3 separate regions of the Pan troglodytes genome follow, and regions 1 and 3 are each linked to region 2. A link is a contact called in public Hi-C data. All regions are on one chromosome and are shown on one strand. The core of a region is the stretch at or near the end of the contact, and the rest is flanking DNA. Distances in the headings are between cores, read along the strand shown.

Region 1 (4,198 bases), core at 1,192-3,691, 300 kb after region 2:
ACTAATTGAGCTTCCGGTTCATGCATGGAGGCACACTTACAATCCACAAAAGCAGCTTGAAGTGGATATTAGTGTCCAGGAGTGGCCTCACCCAGGGTCTCGCTGGTCAGCAGGCTAGCGGGCATTCAAACCCCAAACGCTTCCCCCTGCCCCGTCCTCCCCAGGACTGTGGGGTGTCCTTCATGCAGTTAGGAAAACAAGTCTGACACCTGCGGGCCACTTCTCCTGAGGACCCGACTTGTTTCTCGTGTAGCAAGAGCAGCTGGAGTTTCCTTTCCTCCCTACCTGGACAGCTCTTTGTTGAGACTCCGCTTGGTTTTCGGTTTTGTGTGTGTTTTTTTCAGGGGACCTATTTTGTGCCTGAGTGTCCCCTCCCTTTCCTCTCTTTTATTCCCGTCTCCTCCCCCTTCTGCCCCTCTGCTGTCCTTTGCTTTCTTCTCCTCTTCATGTGTTGATCGAAAACCCACACACAAGCATTTTGGTTTTTATAAAAACATGCAGTAGACCCTTTACTTTGTAGTAAATTTTTATTGACATTAATACAATGGACTTCTGAATAATCTCTTAAAAACAATTAAAAAAACTAAACACAAATCATTGCTCTTATCTGCTACATCACACATAGATAACATATAATAAAATATATATAAATTAAATGAATTTTTTTTGTCTCTCCAAAAAAGAAAAAAAAAAGAAATTGGGTGTTTTTGGTTTTTGTTCTAATTGATTTGGTTTTTATTTTCATACTTTTTAGGAACTTGCAAAAACCCTAGTATAATCTTGAGATTTGAGATAAGGGTGTTTGTTTGTTTGTTTGTTTTGAGATGGAGTCTTGCTCTGTCACCAGGCTGGAGTGCAGTGGCCGGATCTCCACTCACTGCAACCTCCGCCTCCCGGGTTCAAGTGATTCTCCTGACTCAGCCTCCTGAGTAGCTGGGACTACATGTGTGCACCACCACACCCGGCTAATTTGTGTATTTTTAGTAGAGACGGGGTTTCACCATGTTGGTCAGGCTGGTCTCAATCTCCTGACCTGGTGATCCACCTGCCTCGGCCTCCCAAAGTGCTAGGATTACAGGTGTGAACCACCCCGCCTGGCCAAGATAAGGGTCTTTTAAGAGTTAAGTCATTAACACACAAATAGCAGTCAATAAATGTTGTCTATTTTTAATTTTTTATTCCATACACCTATCTAGCTTAGAAACAATCATTAGCCATTATGCCTAACATGATATAAATAATAACTAACATATATTAATACTTGATCCTCCCATGACCAAACATTTTTGGAGCATGTGCTTTTAGCCATGAGCTATCCTGGGTGCTGAGGAAAAGATGCCAGGTGGGAGCCATAAGGAAGGCTCCCTAGCCTGCACAAACATTGATGCTCTCGAGTAAGTCACAAGAGGTGGACAAGCCAAGCCCAGTGGACAATGGGTCAGAAAGCCCTGTTTGCCAAGAGTTCGAATTTTTAGGGTGAAAGAGATGGCTCTGGGCCAGAGTGGCTTAGCATAAAAAAGGATAAAGCCTTTTAAATAATCATATTCAACATCAACAAAGGAGAGAGAAAATAAGAAAGGAAGAGAGAGACTGTGGCCATGTGATTGGAACACACTGGCACCCATGTGGAGCCAGGAACGAAAAGCATTGCATTAGAATAGTCAAGATCAAGGTGACTCTGGGTTGCCATGTCACTGTGCCATGTCACTGTGCAGGACGCTGGCCTCAGGGGCCCTCCAGGGCCTCACTTTTTATGCCTGGAATGCTCAGAGCAACAAAATTTGTTGAGGGGTGGGGGCAGACCCACCGGAAATAACTCTGAAAAAAAAGTAACCGTCAATTGAGTTTCCCTCTCTTCCTTGACCCCCCTCCTTCTCCGGCCACCCGCTTCTCTGCACAGTTTGCGCCCAGGCCTGGCATTTAGGACCTTTTGTTGTCTTAATAGAGACTGAAACCTACTTTGGGCCTGGAGTTTGCTGTTTTAATTCAACAGTGGAAGGTTGTTTTTTTTCTTTTCTTTTTTTTTCTTTTTCTTTGTTTGTTTTTCTTTTCCATTTTCTTTTTCTAAGCCTGGCGGACAATGCGTTTGCAGAGCAGAAGCTGTGAGCTAGGCGTTCCTGGGATCCTGAACAAAACCCGCATTAATGGGAGGTGGGATTTCCTGGTCACAGCTTTTAGCCAAAGGGCAAAGGTCGCCCATTAACCAGCATCCAGTCTAAACAGGGCTGTATAAAATGACAGCAGAGGAGGGAGAAAAGGGTGAAAAAAAGTCAAATATTTGCTCTTCATTCTCAAGTTAGCAGTTGGGGCTTGTTGCCGCCAAGCCCCAGTGCCCATCAGCACCACAAGGTGCCCAAAGAAGGATTCCTTGGAAGGGGCCACTCCACCAGGAGCGAGCATTGGTGGGCCAGGCGCTCAGGGGGCTGGGAGGATCAGCCTACCACACAATGCTTCCCAACCTGCCTTATAGCCCTGGAGGCCTGTCTGCCAGAACTTGCTGGCGATGGTACAGTTTCCATTTGCTCCCCTGCCTATAACCTCTGAGCGGCCTCTGGAAGCCCTCCAAAGCCTGAAAGGCCCTGCTGGGTGTCCACACCAGCTTCTGTCACGTCCGCTCTGCCCTGGCTTCACCCAAGTTCAGCCCCCAAGGCCTTCCGCTTCCTGTATCACGCCCAGCTCCATGCCACCTCATGACCTTGGCACTTGCTCTTTCCCATGACAAGTGAGTTCTTCCCTGGGTCTTTGCATGCTGGCTTCTGTTTAGTGCCCACTCTCCTGCATTTCTGCCCACTGCTTCTTAACCTGGCTGGAAGAGAGGCCCGTCATTGGCACCCTTCAAACTTCAGCTAGGAATGACCCTCCTCTTCCCCTCCCCAGTTGGAGCTGGTTGTCAAGGGAAATATATGGTTGTTATAGTCCTCAGATTGGCCAAGGGAGCTTGCAGGATCTGTATCCCAGCATTACACAAATATAATCCCCAGCGAAGAAAGTGCTAGACCATTCAAGCCTTGCAAACAAGAGGTGCCTCTGTAAAACTTAGGATAGACAGGAGCAGAGCAAACACACCTCGTTTGTACAGGCAGGTTGATTCCTAGAACTGAGGAGGGCTGCTCTTTTCCTCACATTTACTAGCCAGAGATGCCACATCTCCTTTCCTGGGGACGCAAGTCTCCATGGGCAGAGAGACGCTGGAATGTTATGCAAACACAGGGCTTCTCAAGCTCCGCCTGAGCTGGCTTCATCAGTGTGCTGCCTTGCAGGGGCACCCGGCCCTTGGTATAATACTCTGCTGTCATTGCCTTGACATTCTTAATAATTTCAAACAAGTAGCCCTGCATTTTCATTCCGCACTGGACCTTGCTAATTACATAGCTGGTCATGACTTCAGCAGCACATTAGATCACTTGTGAAGGTTTTTGCAAATATTAACTCCTGGGTCCTATCCAAGAGATTGGGATTTAATTGGGTGGGGCTCCCCAGGTGACTCAAGTGTGCAGCCTGGGTGTGGGCGCCCTGCTCTACAGAACAACCCTATAGATGGAAAGAAATTGGAGGTTGGGGAACCCATGTTCTCTCCACCAGTCCGTCACATAGAGAAGCCAATGGCACACAGCCCCACATTTCCACAGAACTCCCTGTGTACCTGTGATAGCACTGAGACCACTTTATTATCATAATGTGAAGAATGAGAATGGTAGTGTTTATTGAGTGCTCACTATGGGCCAGGCACTCTACTAAGTACTTTTCTGTATCATCGCATTGGATTCTCACAAAATCTATAAGGAGAGTCCTGATCTTCTCCATTTATAGCCGGGGAAGCTGAAGTTCTAAGCAGTTCAGTAGTTCGCCCAAAGAAACACAACTACCAAGTATGGTCAACTTGGGATGCTACTTCCTCGTTCACAGTCTGACTTTGTTACAAAATGGTGCCACCCTCCAAGGCATGTGCAATTCCTTATCCATCCCTGTTTTCCCAGCATCAAGCCTTGCCCACAGTCACAGTAGATATTCATTAAATGCTGAATCAATTCTTCAATGAAAGTATTTGCCGCCGTTTTGCTATTTTCTCTGGGTGGAAAGCTTTACATTGCTTTCAGTGCTATCAAGAGTAATTGCCAAGAAAAAATTCCTCCAAAGTACTTTTTCATGTTGTCTCATTGGATCCCCTTTGCTACCCCATAATATTAGGATGGCCTTG
Region 2 (3,937 bases), core at 212-2,711:
GCTGGGGTATTGTTTTTCCCCCTTGCTCCCTGCCACGATCAAGTCCGAAATAATTAAAGGAAACGTAAAAGTGCAAAGGGCGCGCCTGACCCTGATAAACAGAGGTCAGATTTCGTAAGGGGATGGGTGAGTGTGAGTGTGTGTGTGTGTGTGTGTGAGAGAGAGAGAGAGAGCGAGCGCGCAATATGAGTCTCAAAGGCCAAACTGCGGCCAGTCAGGAGCCGGAAGGCTGAGCCCGGCTGACCTGACTTTGAGCTTCCCCGGAGTTATCTCGCATAGGCGCTCGCTCTGTCCAAGGGCACGCGACGCCAGCGGGCAGCCAGTCTCCGTGAAGAATGGCCTCTAAACAACTTATTTTACCTCCTTGTAAAGAGAGTGATAAAATGGGCTTTCCCTCTCCACGGATGCCCAGCCTTCTGGGCAGGCGCACGGCCGGGCGGCGCCCAGCCCGCAGTCCCGATCCGGACACCCCACTGCATCCCTCCCTTCCCGGTCCCTTCCCCGCACGGGCGCCCGAGAGACGGACAAAGAGTTGGGGCCAAGTTTGAGCGCCGGGCACGGCCAGGCTCAGGGAAGGAAGGTCCCCGGCAGACACCTGGGTACCAGAGTTGGTGCGAGGAGGAAAAGCTGGGAGGCGAATTCACAATCCTGGGGGTGGAGGGCAGGCAGGGGAGGGGAATCAGGCCAATCCCAGCCGAGTGAGCCCCCAGCGAGCTGGGGTTCCGGATGGGAGGCCTGTCTCGCGCTCCAAAGAAAAGCAAACCGTCCTCCTAGGTCCGCCCGGATTGCCGAAGCCCCTCTGGAAAAACTCCTTCCCCTCTTACACCAAACTTTGCGTCGGGCCTCGTTCCCTCCCGGGTAGGCAGCGGCGCAGGAAGGGTTAAGCCAGCCCGTCCCAGCTGACAGTCAGCTGATTGGGCCCTGATTGACAGCTCCGAAAAGTTTCCTTGTTTCTATACTATTATGCTAATCGCGGCCGCTCTCGCTGCCTCCCATTGGCCCGGAGTGCCAGTCAATTTCTCATTTGGACCTGACGTCACGAGTGCTATAAAACTCAGCAATTGCTTTAAACTCTTCTTGCTGGATCAGAGGCTTTAAAATCTTTTTTCATCTTCGAGCTGTAGCTCGGGCTGCTTGTCGGCTTGGCCTCCCCCTCCCCCCTTTGCTCTCTGCCTCGTCTTTCCCCAGGACTTCGCTATTTTGCTTTTTTAAAAAAAGGCAAGAAAGAACTAAACTCCCCCCTCCCTCTCCTCCAGTCGGGCTGCACCTCTGCCTTGCACTTTGCACAGAGGGAGAGAGCGCGCGAGGGAGAGAGAGGAAAGAAAAAAAATAATAAAGAGAGCCAAGCAGAAGAGGAGGCGAGAAGCATGAAGTGTTAACTCCCCCGTGCCAAGGCCCGCGCCGCCCGGACAGACGCCCGCCGCGCCTCCAGCCCCGAGCGGCCGCCGCGCGCGCCCTGCCTGCAGCCCGGGCCGGCGAGGCGAGCCCTTCCTTATGCAAAGCGCGCAGCGGAGCGGCGAGCGGGGGACGCCGCGCACCGGGCCGGGCTCCTCCAGCTTCGCCGCCGCAGCCACCACCGCCGCCACCGCAGCTCGCGGAGGATCTTCCCGAGCCTGAAGCCGCCGGCTCGGCGCGCAAGGAGGCGAGCGAGCAAGGAGGGGCCGGGGCGAGCGAGGGAGCACATTGGCGTGAGCAGGGGGGAGGGAGGGCGGGCGCGGGGGGCGCGGGCAGGGCGGGGGGGTGTGTGTGTGAGCGCGCTCGGAGGTTTCGGGCCAGCCACCGCCGCGCAAGCTAGAAGCGCCCCAGCCCGGCAAGCTGGCTCACCCGCTGGCCACCCAGCACAGCCCGCTGGCCCCTCTCCTGCAGCCCATCTGGCGGAGCGGCGGCGGCGGCGGCGGCAGGAGAATGGCATCAGAACTGGCAATGAGCAACTCCGACCTGCCCACCAGTCCCCTGGCCATGGAATATGTTAATGACTTCGATCTGATGAAGTTTGAAGTGAAAAAGGAACCGGTGGAGACCGACCGCATCATCAGCCAGTGCGGCCGTCTCATCGCCGGGGGCTCGCTGTCCTCCACCCCCATGAGCACGCCGTGCAGCTCGGTGCCCCCTTCCCCCAGCTTCTCGGCGCCCAGCCCGGGCTCGGGCAGCGAGCAGAAGGCGCACCTGGAAGACTACTACTGGATGACCGGCTACCCGCAGCAGCTGAACCCCGAGGCGCTGGGCTTCAGCCCTGAGGACGCGGTCGAGGCACTCATCAGCAACAGCCACCAGCTCCAGGGCGGCTTCGATGGCTACGCGCGCGGGGCGCAGCAGCTGGCCGCGGCGGCCGGGGCTGGTGCCGGCGCCTCCTTGGGCGGCAGCGGCGAGGAGATGGGCCCCGCCGCCGCCGTGGTGTCCGCCGTGATCGCCGCGGCCGCCGCGCAGAGCGGCGCGGGCCCGCACTACCACCACCACCACCACCACGCCGCCGGCCACCACCACCACCCGACGGCCGGCGCGCCCGGCGCCGCGGGCAGCGCGGCCGCCTCGGCCGGTGGCGCTGGGGGCGCGGGCGGCGGTGGCCCGGCCAGCGCTGGGGGCGGCGGCGGCGGCGGCGGCGGCGGAGGCGGCGGGGGCGCGGCGGGGGCGGGGGGCGCCCTGCACCCGCACCACGCCGCCGGCGGCCTGCACTTCGACGACCGCTTCTCCGACGAGCAGCTGGTGACCATGTCTGTGCGCGAGCTGAACCGGCAGCTGCGCGGGGTCAGCAAGGAGGAGGTGATCCGGCTGAAGCAGAAGAGGCGGACCCTGAAAAACCGCGGCTATGCCCAGTCCTGCCGCTTCAAGAGGGTGCAGCAGAGACACGTCCTGGAGTCGGAGAAGAACCAGCTGCTGCAGCAAGTCGACCACCTCAAGCAGGAGATCTCCAGGCTGGTGCGCGAGAGGGACGCGTACAAGGAGAAATACGAGAAGTTGGTGAGCAGCGGCTTCCGAGAAAACGGCTCGAGCAGCGACAACCCGTCCTCTCCCGAGTTTTTCATGTGAGTCTGACACGCGATTCCAGCTAGCCACCCTGATAAGTGCTCCGCGGGGGTCCGGCTCGGGTGTGGGCTTGCTAGTTCTAGAGCCACGCTCGCCACCACCTCACCACCCCCACCCCCACCGAGTTTGGCCCCCTTGGCCCCCTACACACACACAAACCCGCACGCACACACCACACACACACACACACACACACCCCACACCCTGCTCGAGTTTGTGGTGGTGGTGGCTGTTTTAAACTGGGGAGGGAATGGGTGTCTGGCTCATGGATTGCCAATCTGAAATTCTCCATAACTTGCTAGCTTGTTTTTTTTTTTTTTTTTTACACCCCCACCCCCACCCCCGGACTTGCACAATGTTCAATGATCTCAGCAGAGTTCTTCATGTGAAACGCTGATCACCTTTGAAGCCTGCATCATTCACATATTTTTTCTTCTTCTTCCCCTTCAGTTCATGAACTGGTGTTCATTTTCTGTGTGTGTGTGTGTTTTATTTTGTTTGGATTTTTTTTTTAATTTTACTTTTAGAGCTTGCTGTGTTGCCCACCTTTTTTCCAACCTCCACCCTCACTCCTTCTCAACCCATCTCTTCCGAGATGAAAGAAAAAAAAAAAGCAAAGTTTTTTTTTCTTCTCCTGAGTTCTTCATGTGAGATTGAGCTTGCAAAGGAAAAAAAAAATGTGAAATGTTATAGACTTGCAGCGTGCCGAGTTCCATCGGGTTTTTTTTTAGCATTGTTATGCTAAAATAGAGAAAAAAATCCTCATGAACCTTCCACAATCAAGCCTGCATCAACCTTCTGGGTGTGACTTGTGAGTTTTGGCCTTCTGATGCCAAATCTGAGAGTTTAGTCTGCCATTAAAAAAACTCATTCTCATCTCATGCATTATTATGCTTGCTACTTTGTCTTAGCA
Region 3 (3,960 bases), core at 103-2,602, 280 kb after region 2:
GCATAAATCAATGGAGAAATAAGTAGAAGTAATAGTTTAAGAATAATCAGAGAAATGCCAAGAATCCCACCTGTCTGTTTTAAAGTGCATTATTGTCCCCCCAGCCCCTTTCCACCTACGTCAGATCTGTTACAGCCCAAATTTTCTATTTCTATGAGTAGATGAGCACTTTCACAAACAGTTGTGCTTGGGGAAGGGGACTGAAGGTCAGTGTTAATTTAATCCACTAGCTAATATCCGGTTTATCAACCTTCTGCTTTATAAAGAAGCACTGTATGTACATTTTTTACAAATAGTCTGAGCGCATTGATCCATAGAACTTCTAAAGTTTACTTCAATTAGAAAGAGTTTCAGATAAAGATCAAATTAATTAAGTCCTCTCCCCCCCTTAAAGTTCATCTTAATTAGCCATTGTTTCTTTCTCGATGGCTTAGTAATTGGCTGGGCTTCAACCTGGACATAGAAGAATTAGAAGGGGACCCCCCCCCACCTCCCCAAAGTAGGCATTGACACCTGGCACAGCCCAGAGTTCTCTGCCTCAATATTTGGAGTGTGCCAGGGATTTAGGGAAAGTGTGCCTGCTTAAATGAAGGGAAATCTGCTGGCGAAAAAAAAAATCTGTGATTCATCACAGAAGTGAATTTTCCAGTTTTCCTTGCTGAAATAAATAGTTGCAAAGGAAATGCTATTTTATTTTTGCCTCTCAATTTGTGTGTGTGTGTGTGAGTTTCATGGAGGTTTGAGGGTTCTGATGGCTGTTGAGGCTCAGGCGAGCAGATATGCTGTAAGGAGGAATCCACAGCTTTTGTCTTACCCATTGCAAACTTGGAGTCAATAAAAGAGAGGGGTCTTCCAGCAGAGGCTGTGTTTTCTGGTGTCCTGAGATGCTCTTTTCCCTGTGTCTCTTGTAGCCTTAAGAGTGTTTTATGGCACAATCTTTGATACTCAGGGAACAGGTGCAAATACTGTTAAGTGACAATGTGTCACGCAGATGATTTTAAAAGGAGCCATGAAATGGATGTATCCAACGAGAATATAATGTTTAATTTACTCCTTCCCAGAACTAGTGATGTTGCGCCAGGGGCTGTCAGCAGTAAATCATCTGCCGACTTAGATGACACCCAGCAATGTAGTTTCGGGAACCCTTTTTCTGGCTAGTGCAGGTTCAGGCTGATGAATCTATTCTGTCTGGCTCTGGGGCAGGTTTGTGGCTGTCACATGTTTGCATATTCCCATGGATGGAGAATCAGAAGGATGGGGACAGTGGACACCAGAAATTGCTCATGTACCGTGCAGAAGCGATGTATCTCCTCCTCCAGGAAGCCTTTCCTGATTAGCATGACTATGACTGGGCAATCCAAGTTGCTCCTTACCATTTAGCATCCCAAAGGACAATGCTCTCAAGCAGAGCCCTGTAGTGCTGTGTAGTGGATGCAACCTGGGAACAGGTGGATCATCTTGAATTAAGATCATCTTAATTCTTCTGGCCTAAGAGTCTCATAAGGCAAGGACCAATCTGTCCTGCTCTTCCCTGTAGCCCCACAGCCTACAAAAGAGAGATTTCTCACATATTATAAGTGCTCAAGACATATTTGGAGAATGAATGAATGAACGACAGAGCATATTCTCCTTACTCCTCAGCTAGGTCATAAAAGAACCAAACAAAGGCATGACACTGTTATTTTCCAGGATGTGGCTCTTTGCTCAGGGAAAATAAGAGTGAGTGAGTGAGTGAATGAATGAATGAATGAATACAAGCTACTCCACAGATAGTAAATACTCTCCAAATGGAGCAGGGGCTGGGGGCTAGAAAACACAGTCAGCTTTGAACTGTCATGCAAAGAGAAGTGCAGATGATGTCATGTGTCCAGTGGGCTAGCATCAGGTGGAGCCCAGAGCAACATCGGCAGCCAGGCATGAGGAATGTGGGGCAAGGATAGCTGAGAAAAGTGGAAAACAAAGCATCTGCCTCCACCCTAGGCTGTTCCCTCTGGGAGGTGAAGGATAGTGTTGGCTTAGTTCACTGTTACAGTCCTGGTGCCTGGAATAAGTAAGAATTTGTGGTAGAAAGGAAGGGAGGAAGTAAAGATGGAAAGAAGGAAGGGAGAAAGCAAGGAAGGAAGGAAGAGAGGGAGGGAGGGAGGCAGAAAAGAAAGGGAGAACGGAGGGAGGGAGAGATGGAAGAAAAGAGGGAGAGAGGAAGTAGGGAGGGAGGGAGGGAAGAAAGGGAGAAAGGAGGGAGGGAGAGATGGAAGGAAAGAGGGAGAGAGGAAGGAAGAAGGGAGAAAAGGAGGGAAGAAGGAAGGAGAAGAAAGGGAAGAAAATAAAACAAAAGAATGAGAGATGAAGGAAGGAGGGAGAAAAGGAAGGAAGGAAGGAGGGAGGGAAGGAAGGAAAGAAGGAAGGAAGGAGAGAAAGGAGGGAGGGAGAGATGGAAGAAAAGAGGGACAGATGAAGGAAGGAGGGAGAAAAGCAAGGAAGGAAGGAAAGAAGGAAGGGAGGAAGGGAGGGAGGGAAGGAGGGAGGGAGAGAGACAGAGAGGGAAGGAAAATGGAGTGAGGGAGGAAGGAGGGAGAGAAACAAAAAATCCAGGGCTGAAGTAAAGGACTAGGTAACTCTTGGCTCCATCTCTTACTTGTGTGATGTAATGCATTTTCATTTCTCTAAGCCTGTTTTCTTCTTTTGCTAAATAAGAGTAATGAACCTTCGCTAGGGTGAGAATATGTGAATTCACGAGGTGCTTTACTTCAAGTGACTCCTACTTTGTTGGTGTCCAATGAACATTGCTTTCTCCAACCTCACGCTCTTTCTTTCAGTCCAGCATCTGAGTGTTGGCAACCAGCCCAGAGAGGAAGAAGGGAGTGAGTAACACCTATTAGTTTGGGTCCTTCCATGGGTGTCCTTTCCTCTGTCCCTATCTCCAGGGGAACTCTGTAAGGCCAACTCAATATTCTATAAGACCCCTGACCCCTCATGTTTCATCCCTCCTCCAGTAACATTTCTATTTCCTCTGAAGGCATATCTTGGCATGCTGGAAGAGATGGAAAGCTGTCTGACACTCAAGGGGAGTGACTGGTGGCACCTTCCAGTGATCTTTGGGTTAATTGCATGCTGAAAAAAAAGATGCTTTAGCAATTCAAAGAAGGTAACATTTATCCCATTTAGCAGAAGAGAAAACCGAGGCTCAGAGACATGGAAACCGAGAAACACATGATGCAAATGTTGGCGCTAGAGCAGGTGTATGTCAGGGAGGAGGCAGAAAGGTTTTACCAGTGTCCTGCAGACCACAGTGTGTGGGCAGCTGCCTTCTCCATTTATGGGTGAATACAGCTCTGCGGAGAGATGCATCTAGAACATTGCACAAGCTCAAAGTTCTCTGGAAACGGAGTGTGGTGAGCTTGTCAGTACAATCTTCCCTGTTTTGGTCATTTGCTAAGTAAGGTTACCAGCAACTTCAAAGTAGTCTCCACCATCAAGTTGGAAATGGAAAAAGCTCGCATTTTGGGTGAGTCACGTTCTAACAGGCGCCCACGCCTTGAGGTAGAGTCGGGCTCTGTTTTCACCAAAATAAACCCATGCTTTGCATAATAAGGTTATGCATGTTGGTGACAACTCATGAAAATGACAACAATTCTCAGTCACAAGCATGAGCTGGTCCGCCTTGCAAGGACCAGCAACTCGCACAAGAGGTTCAGAATGGCAGGTGCTATTGTGAGGACTGTAGTCCCTGAAGAACAACGAGGACCCCCACACACCCAGGAGCAGATTGATGGGAGCACCAGGCATGCATTTCCAGATCTCACTGGAATTTTTTATCTTAATTTTTGAAGGTCTCCCTAATTAATGAAAAGGAATGTAGTGGAGAGGACGGGACTTGGGCTTTGGAGTAGGACAGCTCTGGATTTTAATTCCTGCTCTCAATAACTTTTTACTTATCTGCCCCTCACCTTCTTCATCTAT

The links. A called contact is a pair of places that touch in the nucleus more often than the background predicts.
Region 1: a contact with region 2 is called in a Hi-C map of stem cell-derived neural progenitor cells, with 3 times the contacts expected there. The contact joins the enhancer-like site here to the promoter of MAF in region 2. A contact is called at or near these places in 1 of 7 Hi-C or Micro-C datasets (stem cell-derived neural progenitor cells) and 1 of 1 datasets of contacts at active chromatin or transcription factors (stem cell-derived excitatory neurons).
Region 3: a Hi-C map of induced pluripotent stem cells shows a contact between it and region 2, with 1.6 times the contacts expected there. The contact joins the enhancer-like site here to the promoter of MAF in region 2. A contact is called at or near these places in 1 of 7 Hi-C or Micro-C datasets (induced pluripotent stem cells) and 1 of 1 datasets of contacts at active chromatin or transcription factors (stem cell-derived excitatory neurons).

What each region holds. Positions count from the first base shown.
Region 1 is chr18:77,442,059-77,446,256 of NHGRI_mPanTro3-v2.0_pri, reverse strand. No RefSeq gene overlaps it. Among named protein-coding and RNA genes, the nearest start is that of MAF, 300 kb to the left of the region's middle. Within about 2 kb of position 2,441, at least 4 of the 24 cell types and tissues checked have an H3K27ac peak or open chromatin away from gene starts, as enhancers often do. A contact at or near this core is called in stem cell-derived neural progenitor cells, where this site is marked.
Region 2 is chr18:77,743,214-77,747,150 of NHGRI_mPanTro3-v2.0_pri, reverse strand. It overlaps MAF (MAF bZIP transcription factor), which reads left to right and starts at 1,461. Exons shown (of 2, transcript XM_511123.7): 1 at 1,461-3,023. The coding sequence starts at 1,906. LOC104002681 (a long non-coding RNA gene) reads right to left here and starts at 973. Exons shown (of 2, transcript XR_008540073.1): 1 at 1-973.
Region 3 is chr18:77,460,568-77,464,527 of NHGRI_mPanTro3-v2.0_pri, reverse strand. No RefSeq gene overlaps it. Among named protein-coding and RNA genes, the nearest start is that of MAF, 280 kb to the left of the region's middle. Within about 2 kb of position 1,352, at least 2 of the 24 cell types and tissues checked have an H3K27ac peak or open chromatin away from gene starts, as enhancers often do. A contact at or near this core is called in induced pluripotent stem cells, where this site is marked.